3 separate regions of the Mus musculus genome follow, and regions 1 and 3 are each linked to region 2. The links are chromatin contacts, called in public Hi-C maps. All regions are on one chromosome and are shown on one strand. Each heading gives the region's core, a stretch centred on a gene start, on an enhancer-like site or on the middle of the called end of the contact. The rest is flanking DNA. Distances are from core to core; before and after follow the strand shown. Region 1 overlaps Fggy (FGGY carbohydrate kinase domain containing). Region 2 overlaps Gm12694 (a long non-coding RNA gene). Region 3 overlaps Fggy (FGGY carbohydrate kinase domain containing).

Region 1 (3,392 bases), core at 140-2,639, 580 kb after region 2:
CCATCCAGGAGTGGGAACAGAATGTGCTACGCGTGCCTGTTCTCTGACCACCTTGCTCAGTGCCAATAAAACCTTTGGGAAGTTAAATAAATAAATACACAGCCCCCAGCTAGGTAGTTGGATTCCCCTTTTCTGCCCACTTTGGAGAATGAATTTCTTGGCTGTCTGAGCAGGTCTGCTTGTCTTCACATGGCTTTTGCACTTGTCCACCACAGGTAGAGGGGACCATGATGTCTGGCAGAGACCAGGAACCAAGTCGCTACTATGTGGGCATCGATGTGGGAACAGGTAGTGTCCGTGCGGCTCTAGTGGACCAGAGAGGGCTCCTTTTGGCTTTCGCAGAGCAGCCAATTAAGAAGTGGGAGCCTCAATTCAACCACCACGAGCAGTCCTCAGAGGATATCTGGGCGGCATGCTGCCTTGTCACAAAGGTAAGAGCAGAACCGCGGCAGCCCCTCCCTGTGCATGCCCCCGCTGCTCAGCAGTTTCGTATGCGGGTACTCGGTCTGCACAAAGCATTAGAGGTAAATGGAGGCATGTGGCTGGGTGGGGTAGGCTTTGCCTTTCAGAAGCAAACCTTACTGTGAGTGACAGACAGCTGAAATGTGCTGGGAGGACTGCTGCAGCCAGTTCACAGAGCTAGAGCTGACTCTCAGGGCATGGTGGCAACGAAGACAGTGCAGACGATGTGGAAGCCTGAGCTGTGGAAACGAGGAAGGAAGAGTCATGGCGGCACCCAGTGTGTCTCTGTTGTATGCCAGTGTGTTAGCACATACTGTGGTGAATCCTTGGAACTTGGTGGAACTAGCCTTACAGCTAGCACTAATGCTGCCCCCAGGTCATTTTGTTCCAGGAGGAGATGGGGAGTGGAGTGCTGGTCAGCTTACCCGGTCATCAGGAGTTAGTGACTGGCAGCAGCAGGGCAAGAACCTAAACGTCTGATTCCTATTAACCATGAGCTCTGTATCCTCCCAGTTGGACACACAAGGGTCAGTGCATTGTGGGTAGGAGAAACAATGAGGGGCAGAAAACTATGGCATGCTCTAAGAAAGCATCTTCATATGAGCCCCACACATGCTCATCTTGAGTGGCCTGTGATAAGCCTGGGCTTGCTGTCTTAAGGAAGCAGGTGACGCTGGCTGTGACTAGTTCATGTCTCAATCATTAGTTTTAGTTTGTGATATTACTATGACTTCATATTTTGGTGATCATTAACAACAGACATTCTTTTATCTCCCTTTCCATCCCCCAAAAGGAAAAAAAAAATGAAACCCTGAGTTCTGGTCTTTCTCCCTGTTTCTAGTTGAGGTCCTTAAATATTCATGAAGTGCTTGGTAATTTTCAGCTGGACAGTCACCCATTTTTTTCTGTATTGATTGGTCTGGTTAAACTTTGATGAGCTCTGAGCAGCTGTTAGTGCCCCAGAGAAAACCACAGAGAGGTGGGTTGCGCTACCCAGACACTCTGCAGAAATAAAAGAGAGGTCATCTTCTCTTCTGCCTGTTTAATTTTCCTCTTCTCTCCCCACTCCCAGTCTCTGCCTCCATCAAAATCTTCTGCTCTTTGCCCTTGGGTCTCTTTTGTTCTTCTAACACTCTTGCCATTAAGGAAATTGTCAAGAAGAAAATATAGTTCCCTGATGAAGAGTTCCCTGAAAGCAGATCTACTCCAGCACAGCTTGGCTTAATGGCAGACTTTTAATCATCTCCCAGTGGTGGTCAGCTCATCATTTGTGTCAGCCCTGGTAGCCACAGAAGTGCAGGGCATTAGTGCTCAGCCAATACCTCTCACTGCAGCCGAGCTGCAGAAAGCCCATGGGCCTTAGGTCGTGCCTCACACATTGTATATGGAGATGTGCTGGAGTGTGATGTGTCTGCTCACAACCTCATGTGAGGAGGAGCTTCAAGGAGGCCTTTTTGATACTCGGAGTAGTCTGCAATTGAACTGCCTGGGTAGGAGTCCCTGACTTAGCAATGTGTAGCTGTGATCTTGGACTCATTACCATTTCTTGCCCAGTTTCCTTCTCAATAAAAGAAGATTAATGAGAGTCCCCAACTTCAGAAGACTCTTGTGGTGATTACAGTTTATAAAACGTCCCAGCAGTGTCAGGGGTTAAACAACCACTGTTGCCGGTGGTGGGCATGGTAACAAGGTGAGCAGATAGGGAGTGGATTTCTGAGACAAAAGAGAAGAAATGCAGGTGCGAGAGAATGCCTCTGGGAAACGTCCACCCGTCCCTCTGCCCAGGGCTCCTTCTGTGGAAGCCTTAAGCAGTGGTCTAGGACTTGAACTGCTGCCTCTTCTACCCTGGCCTGCCTTTGCTTCGTCAGTGGCTCCGGAAAGCAGAGATCTTGAGAACAATGGTGAACTGTCTTTCTTTTTTCTTTTTCTTTTTCCCTCCTGAGAGATGTTTTTCCCCTAGTCCAGTTAGTAAGAAGAGTAACAGTAGTAATGACAAGGCGGTGATGATGTCAGCAGCTTATATTCGTTGCTGATTGACCATGTGCTAGATGTGTGCTCAATACTGTGTGCCCATCACGTCACTTGGTCCTTATAACAACCTTTGCGGACAGTTTTTCTTCTCATGAAGATGAAAAAAGAAGGCTTTGAAGTAGTTCAGACAAGGGCTTTTAAGATGACTCAGAGACAGGTCTTCAGGCCTCTTTCTCCCCAGCCTCAGCCCTTCCCTGTGAGTCCTGCTTGCAGTTAGAGGTGTTGTAGGTTGCTACTGTGTGGGGCCAGGAACTTACCTTGTTAACTAAGCACTGCATGGTCGTGCCTTTTCCCAGGCTGCTGCTTCTGGGAAAATGTGGGCCCTTAAAATTGGTATGCTTTTATTAGGCCAGTACTCAATACAGCTAAAACGTTCTCTGGAAACACGCAAGTCCTAGGAGACACATACAATCCCATATCTTAAAGTGTGCTTTTTGGGTCTACTGTATCAAGGAAACATCACAAGTTTTTAGATTTCCACTGGGAAAAAGATAAGCTGAAAGAATCATCATATATCCAATGGTCATTTGTTAATTGCTCTTATTTTTATGTTTGTATATATGCATTTATGCATATGTTATGCACATGTTCATATGGGTGCACATTTGCATACAGGCATGCATGTATGTGCATGTGTGTACAGGTATGCTTGGTTGTGTGCACAGGTGTACGTGTGTGAGCGTATATGCAGTGTGTATGTGCTTGATGACAACCTGGGATGTCAGTTCTTAGGATCCATCCATATCCTTTTTGAGACAGAGTCTCTCCCAGGGGCCTGAGCTCACCTAGAAGGTTATGTTGGCTGGCCATTGAGCCCTAGTGATGCTCTGATCTAGACCTCCCAGCACCAGGATTGAAAGCAACAAGCCAGCTGTTTTTCCTGGCGCTAGGGATCAAAC
Region 2 (3,587 bases), core at 29-2,528:
AATGTGTGGCTGTCATCCAGAAATTCATTGTTAGAGGTTGAAATATACGTCTGAAATCCCTATGGGGAAGTCCTGATCCCCTGGTACCTCATAATGCGACTGGATTCACCAATAAGGCTTTTAAAAAGGTAATACAGGTAGCAAGAAATGAGTCAGGTGGGCCTTAGTCCAGAAATACGGTGTCATTCTAGACTATGGCATGGAAGGCAGGACTTCTTGCACAGGAGAAGAGAAGCGTCAGAAGAAGTCACCCTGCTAACCCTTTAATCTACATCTTCTAGCCTCCAGGACGGTGGGAAAATAAATTCCTGTTGCTTAATTGGACAACTTGTGGTATTTTGTCATGGCAGTTCTAGGAAATGAATGCATGCTGGGAATATAAATTTTGCAAGATGTAGTTTCCTGGACTTCAAATGTCCATGCTACAGGGAGACCTTAGACAAGCACTGGTGATTCTGGGCTGTGATGTAGCGCAGTTGCCTTTAGCTGGGTGCAGGTGAGTTTGGCCATAACCCTAAACTTTTTTTTTTACATGTTTTCACATATTTTTTGACTTATTTACTTTGACCTTCATATCACCCAATGGCATGACTCTGATGCCTGAAGGAGGTCCCTTTCTGTGCTATCTGGTTGATACATTCCTCTCTGCTCCACCCAGGGACAATCTGTTGACCTTCAAATACTCCTCCATATTTCAATTCTGCCCTTCCCCTTCCACTCAGTTTCTTCTGTCTCTTCAATATGGACCATTTGTCTTGTTTAATTCCTTATTTCCCTAAACCAATACCCTATGTAGCCATATAGGCATATGCATATACAGGTTGTTTCACTTTTCTGTTAGTGTGCTTGCCTTCTGTATACAAATCTCTCTCTCTCTCTCTCTCTCTCTCTCTCTCTCTCTCTCTCTCTCTCTCTCTCTCTCTTTCTTGTTAGGTTGGTTGTATACTTTCAGAGCTCAACTTGATGCCCAGCATAGAGTTTTGCTCCAAATCTAGTAGAATATGGGAGTGGAATTAGAATGGGCCCTAGACTCTGGGTTCTTTCTTTGCTATAACCTACAAGAACAAAGAACATTCATCCAGAAAAAAAAAAAGAAAAAAAAAGAAAAACAGAAAAAAAGAATGACTTTACAGGGTAGCGTGTAGACGGGTTGTACACACACGCATGAGTAACTGTGTTATCTTCAGTAATGATTTTAGCTCTGACACTAGACCACCTCCATTATACCAGTCAGCCAGCAGTGTGATGACCAATTTTCCAAATGATTAACCAAATGTTTGCTTTGCTCAATCTAACAGAGCAATTAGAGAGAATGGTGGTGAGACCAGGACGAGAAGTCTTAGAGAGCAGAGAAGGGAGCAGTCCTAAGCAAAGAACAATGGAGCTTGCTTTTAAGATCGTCTTTTAAGAAAGATGAGTGGAGTTCATGAGTATTCCAGAGAGTGAATGGCTCAGGCCACGTCATGAGACTTGGGATTGTGCAATAAAGATCAAGAGGACATGAGCATGTTGGGGGTAGGGGATAGGTAGAAAATTAAAGGTCACAACCAACATCTTTGTGCACAACATTTGTTTACATTTGAAATATTTATAGAAAGTTTTAGATTTGAGCATTGTTTATACTACCAAAATATTGGAAATGTCCAAGATATGAGAAAAGATAAAGTATGATGCATTTATTCAGTATAATATAATAGCTATATGATTAAATATGGTTGTAATAAAGATCTTGATATAACTATGTCTTTTGAGTAATCATAAATGAAATAGCAGGGTTTGGCTTGATCATATGTATTTAAAAATAAAATAAATTATAATCAGAGGAATCAAATGTAGGAAATAATGTCAGTGATGGTCATTTGGGTGATGCCCTTCTACGCTGTTATAGCTTATTTTGTGCTTTTCAGTTATCTACAATGGAAATGAAAGTCTCACGATGGACCTTTGAAAGATCCAGCAAGGCCTGGTAGTGCAGGACTGTAGTTCCAGCTCCTGAGTGAATCAGAAGGATCAGAAGTTCAATGCCTATCAGGGCTTCATGTGCATTCAAGCTGTTTGGTTTACAGGGTGAGTGTAAGGTCAGTCTGGACAAGTTGGCAACACCCTGTTCAAATTTTTTTTTAAGTAAAGAACAAAAATTCTGGGGGGATGCATGTCAGTGGCAGGATGCTCGCCCATCACGTATGAGGCCCCTGGCTCAACCCCTAGCACCACACGTGATAGGAAAGAAAATGCTCGTGTCCTGCCCCCAAGATTTCTGATGTCAGTCCTTTACAGTTTATGGTTAAAAGACGAAGTTTGTAGGAACCTTGTGTGACCAGAAGAGAAAAGGCCACAAAGGCCGGGCGTGGTGGCACACGCCTTTAATCCCAGCACTTGGGAGGCAGAGGCAGGCGGATTTCTGAGTTCAAGGCCAGTCTGGTCTACAGAGTGAGTTCCAGGACAGCCAGGGCTACACAGAGAAACCCTGTCTCAAAAAAAGAAAAGAAGAAAAAAAAAAAAAAAGAAAGAAAGAAAAGAAAATTAAAAAAAAAAAAGGAAAAAAAAGGCCACAATATCACTGAGAGACAAAGAAAAGATCAAGAAAGAAAACAAAAGACCAATGGCTGTAATTTTGTCTGTCCTTATCTAAAACTGAGAGGCGATATCAATTGTTAGTCTTTCTAGTGAACTCTGGGCCCAAAGGGTAGAAAGAGGGTTAAGTCCCACCACAACCCAACACCACTTTCAGTCTCACTGAAAGCTTCCCACTGACTTTTAGTCTCTAAGCAGACAGTGCTAGCGCAGTGTCACACACGGTTCAGCCAACCCCTTCCAGTCCATTTGAGTTCTGTCCTTCTGTATGAACCTGCTGAGAACAGATAATTCTCCATGAGACACTTCTGCTATTCTCTGACCCTCTCTATATGAGGTTTAATGAGACCACATGTAATGTCTGCATCGCTGTCTCCTCCACACCGGACACAAGCCCCCACACACGTAAACACTGGAATCCTGACACAGGGCTGCACATAAGCAAACACTGTAAACATCAATGAACACACAAGGGAAGGACTGAATGCATGTTCCTTGAGTTTTCCCCTCCTGGTAATGGGTCCCAGTTCTGTCTTAGTAAATCCTTCCTGACGTGGTTTCTGAACTTTCATTTACCATCCTACACCTCATATTAAAATGCCGAGCTCACGAATCTGCACAATAGTTCTCACCCAATCCATGGGATCTTCAGCTTCTCCAGAATGATCTATTTCAGAGGGAGATGATCTTCCCCAGGGAAGAGCACACCAACTGACTCTCCTGTACCAGATTGTCAGCCCTGAAATCATACATGCAAGTAACATTATATGGCCTGAACAGGCTACATTTAGGTATATATGTCTACATATATATGCATGTGATAACAATTAGTGAGAGGAAAGGAGGCCATGGGTTTGAAGGAGAGCAGAGGGGTCACAGCAGAGTTTGAAGGGAGGAAAAGGAAGGGAGAGATGTAATTATCTTATGACCTCAAAAATAAAGAAGGATGACCCATTGTTTTGTGATGTGACTCAAGATTTTCATGACCACTGTGAAAGTCACTGGTGTTCAAG
Region 3 (3,418 bases), core at 225-2,724, 900 kb after region 2:
ACATCATCTCTTAGTGCCTGTGCGTCCTTGGAATCTCAGTGCACCTGGGGATGCTCACCTAGCTATCACTAGTACTTCCTGGGTTCTGCCCACATTCTCAGCTTCGTAGTTCATGTTCTTAGAATGAATACAATTTGACAAGGAAGACAGGTCCCTGAAGACTCTGGTTAGGGTCTGCCATATCCTCTCTACCCTTCCTGCCCAAACCAGAAGAACTAGGGGGACAATTTTAGCTACCCAGGTACTGCCTTGAGATTAAAGCAAACATACTGTGAGGTACGGAGTAGAACATGACTCTGTTTTCACCTTCTTCACAGCCTGCTGAGTCCTGGCTTCTCAGTGTTCAGGAGTTTACACATTGAACGAAGGAAGTTCTGGTAGTGCTTCACCTTCAGGTACATGCTTAAATGAGCATTAAGGTACCCTTCCCTTGCCATTCCACTAAATCACTGTATGTGGAGCAGTAGGTAGAAAGTGCTGTCAAGCTTGTCAGGCCTGCTTCCTGACGTTATGACTAAGCCTGCTGCCTCAAGAAAACCATGGCATTCTTTGGGTCTTGGCGTGCTTGACTCTAAAGGGCTGAAGGATTTCCTGAGAATCATTTTGGTTTCATCTCTTCCCACTCATCTGTCCTCTTTCATGTGTGCATTCATTCTGAATGTCATCTGTTTCCCCATCACTCTTAACCCTGGACCAGGATGAGAGACTGCACATGAAGCATAAGGCAGACTTCTGTAACTACATGTCAATCACCAGCACGCAGGGCGGGCACCCTTATTCTTGTTGTCTACTTGGGGTTGGCCATTAGGAGACACAAGCAGAAAGCTAGAGTTGTTGTTGTTGTTATTATTATTATTATTATTATTATTATTATTATTATTATTCCAGCATCCTCTGCAGGGTTACTATAAGTTGGCTGCATCCATTTACTGCCTCACCTACTACAGAGGTAGTCTCATGCAGACAAGTATCTCTGTGTGGTGGGAACCTGTTTTCTCTCCCTTCACTTCTTCAAACTAAGAGGTACAAACGGTTCCCTACTGTTCCTGGTCTACAAATTCTTATTTCCTTTCATAATCCACTCTTTCTCGTTTATTTTTAATTTCAGTTTGCTTTATTTTAATATGCATGTGCCACGGCACACATGTGAATGTCAGAGGACAACTTTCAGGAGTCAGTTCTCTCCTTCAGTCATGTGGATCCTGGAGACTGAACTCAGGTTGTTAGCCTTGGTGGCAAGCGCCTTTACCCACTGAGTCCTCTTACCCATCTCAGTGTCTAATTTTTTAGTGAATACTTTCTCAAGCTTACTGCAGTAATGTCAAGTTCCTGGCAAGAATCTGGTCAATATGCTATGTTAGCTTTGTTTCCTATTTCCCACAATGTTTCCATTAAATCGTTTAGCTTCCATCCCCATCTTTCCTCTCATAAATGATCTATTTATTCTCAACCACCAGCCATCCCTAAGTAAACATCCATTAGTGAAACCTTTGCTTTGCTTTGCTGGGGAAATCAATGCTGGTTAGCTGGACCTGAGAAATCGGTGGTGATTAAGAAAAGACCAGCATCACTGAGGCAGGATCTTCTGGGAAGTGTTTCCTCGGGGTCAGCACATGCAGGCTGTGGTCCAGAAGGGACAAAGGAGGTACATTTTACTGGCAGATGAAATTGGTAATGTGCAAGAGTCTTCCATGTTTTTCAAGGCATGAAGGGAAATAGAGAGAAGCTCTGTCTTGGCACCAAGAGAAGCCATTGTTGAATGTGTAGCCACAGTTGCAGTTGAAAACTGAAGATTGAAGGGACCACGGAGCAAGTGACATTTGGCACCATGTGATAGTGTCAGAGTCCTTGAAGAGAGCCCAGGAGAGTTGAAGGTACAGGCCAGATGCAGCAGAAGTAAAAGCTGGTTCTTTAAAAATTAGCAAGATTGACAAAACTTTATCCAGGTTAACCAAAGGAAAAAGAGGGGAGACTCAAATTAATAAAATTAGAAATGAACAGAAAATTGTAACAGAAATGAGAAATCCAGAGAATCATAAGTACACATGTTAAAAATCAACTATCTACTAACCTTAAAATTAAACTAAAATAAAAGACGACCCTCTAGATGCACATGACCCACCCAACTTAAATCAAGATGACATAACTAATTTCAATAGATCCACAGCATCAATGAGATACAAGCTAATTAACAATCTCCCAACTAAAAAAGCTCATGGCCAAATGGTTCAGCACAGAAGTCTACTAGACCTTCAGAGAAGATCTAACGCTAACACTTCTCAAATCATTCTGTAAAACAGGAAAGGACACTTTCTCATTCTATTCTGTGAAGCCACGGTTACCCCAGCACCAAACCATACAAAGATCCAACAATAGCCAGAAAGAAAACTATAGTCTGATCTCTCCAATGAGCATAGATAGAAAATTCTCAATAAAATATTTGCAACCTGAATTCAGGAACACATGAAAAGGATTATCCACCATGGTCATGTTGGCTTTGTCCCAGAAATGCAGGGACGATTCCACATGCATAAATCAATAAATGTAATCCACCACATAAATAGACTCAAGAAAAAAGCATGATCATCTCATTATATGCAAAAAGGGCCTTTGACAGACTCTAACATCCCTTTGTGATAAAAGATCTGGAGTATTTAAGGATACAGGGAACATATCTCAACATGATAAAGGCAATGTACAACAAACCCATAGCCAACACCATGCTAAACTCAAAGCATTTCCATTAAAATCAAGAACAAGACAATGATTTTCCAATTTATTCACTCCTACCTAATATAGTGCTTGAAGTCTTATCTAGAACAGTAAAATAAGTGAATATTAAACACAGAGATAATTGTATCTCTTACCTTCGTCAAAAAAGCTTCTTTTTTCAACTGATGGAGGATATTGCAGAGATCTACAACCAGTCAAGATGCAAAAAATAAGTGACTTTTGGGGTGGCCAGCCTCAGTTGATGCATCTTTGAAGGTATATTACAATCCCTAGGCATAAGACTAGGGGATTAAATAAATGAAGATAGAAAAAGCCAAATAGAAAAAGTCCATTGCTAGTGTCTTCTAGATATGACAGGAAGCTGTGAAATGTTAATGGTTGTCAAAACAAGACCTATAGATGATAACACTAGTAGATATACCATATACTAGATTCCACTCTCTCTTAGTCTCTGCTATAGTATCTTTGGTCCAGCCTAAATGAAGGCATAGTGAGGCAGAGATTCTTGGTTCCCTATTATATCCATGGTGCATAACACAACACCTGGGGCACAATAATTTATAGCATTTATTCGTTCATCAATAAAACTAACATTCTGGCTCAGACTTTCCATCTTGAAGAAGAAATTGAGATTCAACGAAATGAGGCAACTTAATCAAATAACTGAACCCAGACTGAGATTAAT

Evidence for each region. Hi-C and Micro-C count contacts between places; a contact is called where the count stands out from the background.
Region 1: a contact with region 2 is called in a Hi-C map of liver, with 3 times the contacts expected there. The contact joins two enhancer-like sites. A contact is called at or near these places in 2 of 15 datasets of contacts at CTCF or cohesin (large pre-B cells and pro-B cells), 3 of 484 Hi-C or Micro-C datasets (bone marrow-derived macrophages, embryonic stem cells and liver), 2 of 115 datasets of contacts at active chromatin or transcription factors (double positive thymocytes and kidney) and 1 of 9 other capture datasets (adipose tissue).
Region 3: a contact with region 2 is called in a Hi-C map of bone marrow-derived macrophages, with 24 read pairs. The contact joins two enhancer-like sites. A contact is called at or near these places in 2 of 15 datasets of contacts at CTCF or cohesin (the NIH/3T3 cell line and pro-B cells), 15 of 484 Hi-C or Micro-C datasets (bone marrow-derived DN2 thymocytes, bone marrow-derived macrophages, cerebral cortex and 9 more) and 7 of 115 datasets of contacts at active chromatin or transcription factors (the NIH/3T3 cell line, Th2 cells, a beta-TC-6 cell line and 4 more).

What each region holds. Positions count from the first base shown.
Region 1 is chr4:95,585,017-95,588,408 of GRCm38.p6, forward strand. Fggy (FGGY carbohydrate kinase domain containing) reads left to right here. Exons shown (of 16, transcript NM_001113412.1): 2 at 216-431. The coding sequence starts at 228. Among named protein-coding and RNA genes, the nearest start is that of Fggy, 29 kb to the left of the region's middle. Within about 2 kb of position 1,390, at least 9 of the 459 cell types and tissues checked have an H3K27ac peak or open chromatin away from gene starts, as enhancers often do. A contact at or near this core is called in liver, where this site is marked.
Region 2 is chr4:95,004,158-95,007,744 of GRCm38.p6, forward strand. All of the region lies in intron 2 of Gm12694 (a long non-coding RNA gene), which reads left to right. Among named protein-coding and RNA genes, the nearest start is that of Gm12694, 27 kb to the left of the region's middle. Within about 2 kb of position 1,279, at least 11 of the 459 cell types and tissues checked have an H3K27ac peak or open chromatin away from gene starts, as enhancers often do. A contact at or near this core is called in liver, where this site is marked.
Region 3 is chr4:95,901,662-95,905,079 of GRCm38.p6, forward strand. The region is part of intron 14 of Fggy (FGGY carbohydrate kinase domain containing); the gene reads left to right. Among named protein-coding and RNA genes, the nearest start is that of Hook1, 64 kb to the right of the region's middle. Within about 2 kb of position 1,475, at least 1 of the 459 cell types and tissues checked has an H3K27ac peak or open chromatin away from gene starts, as enhancers often do.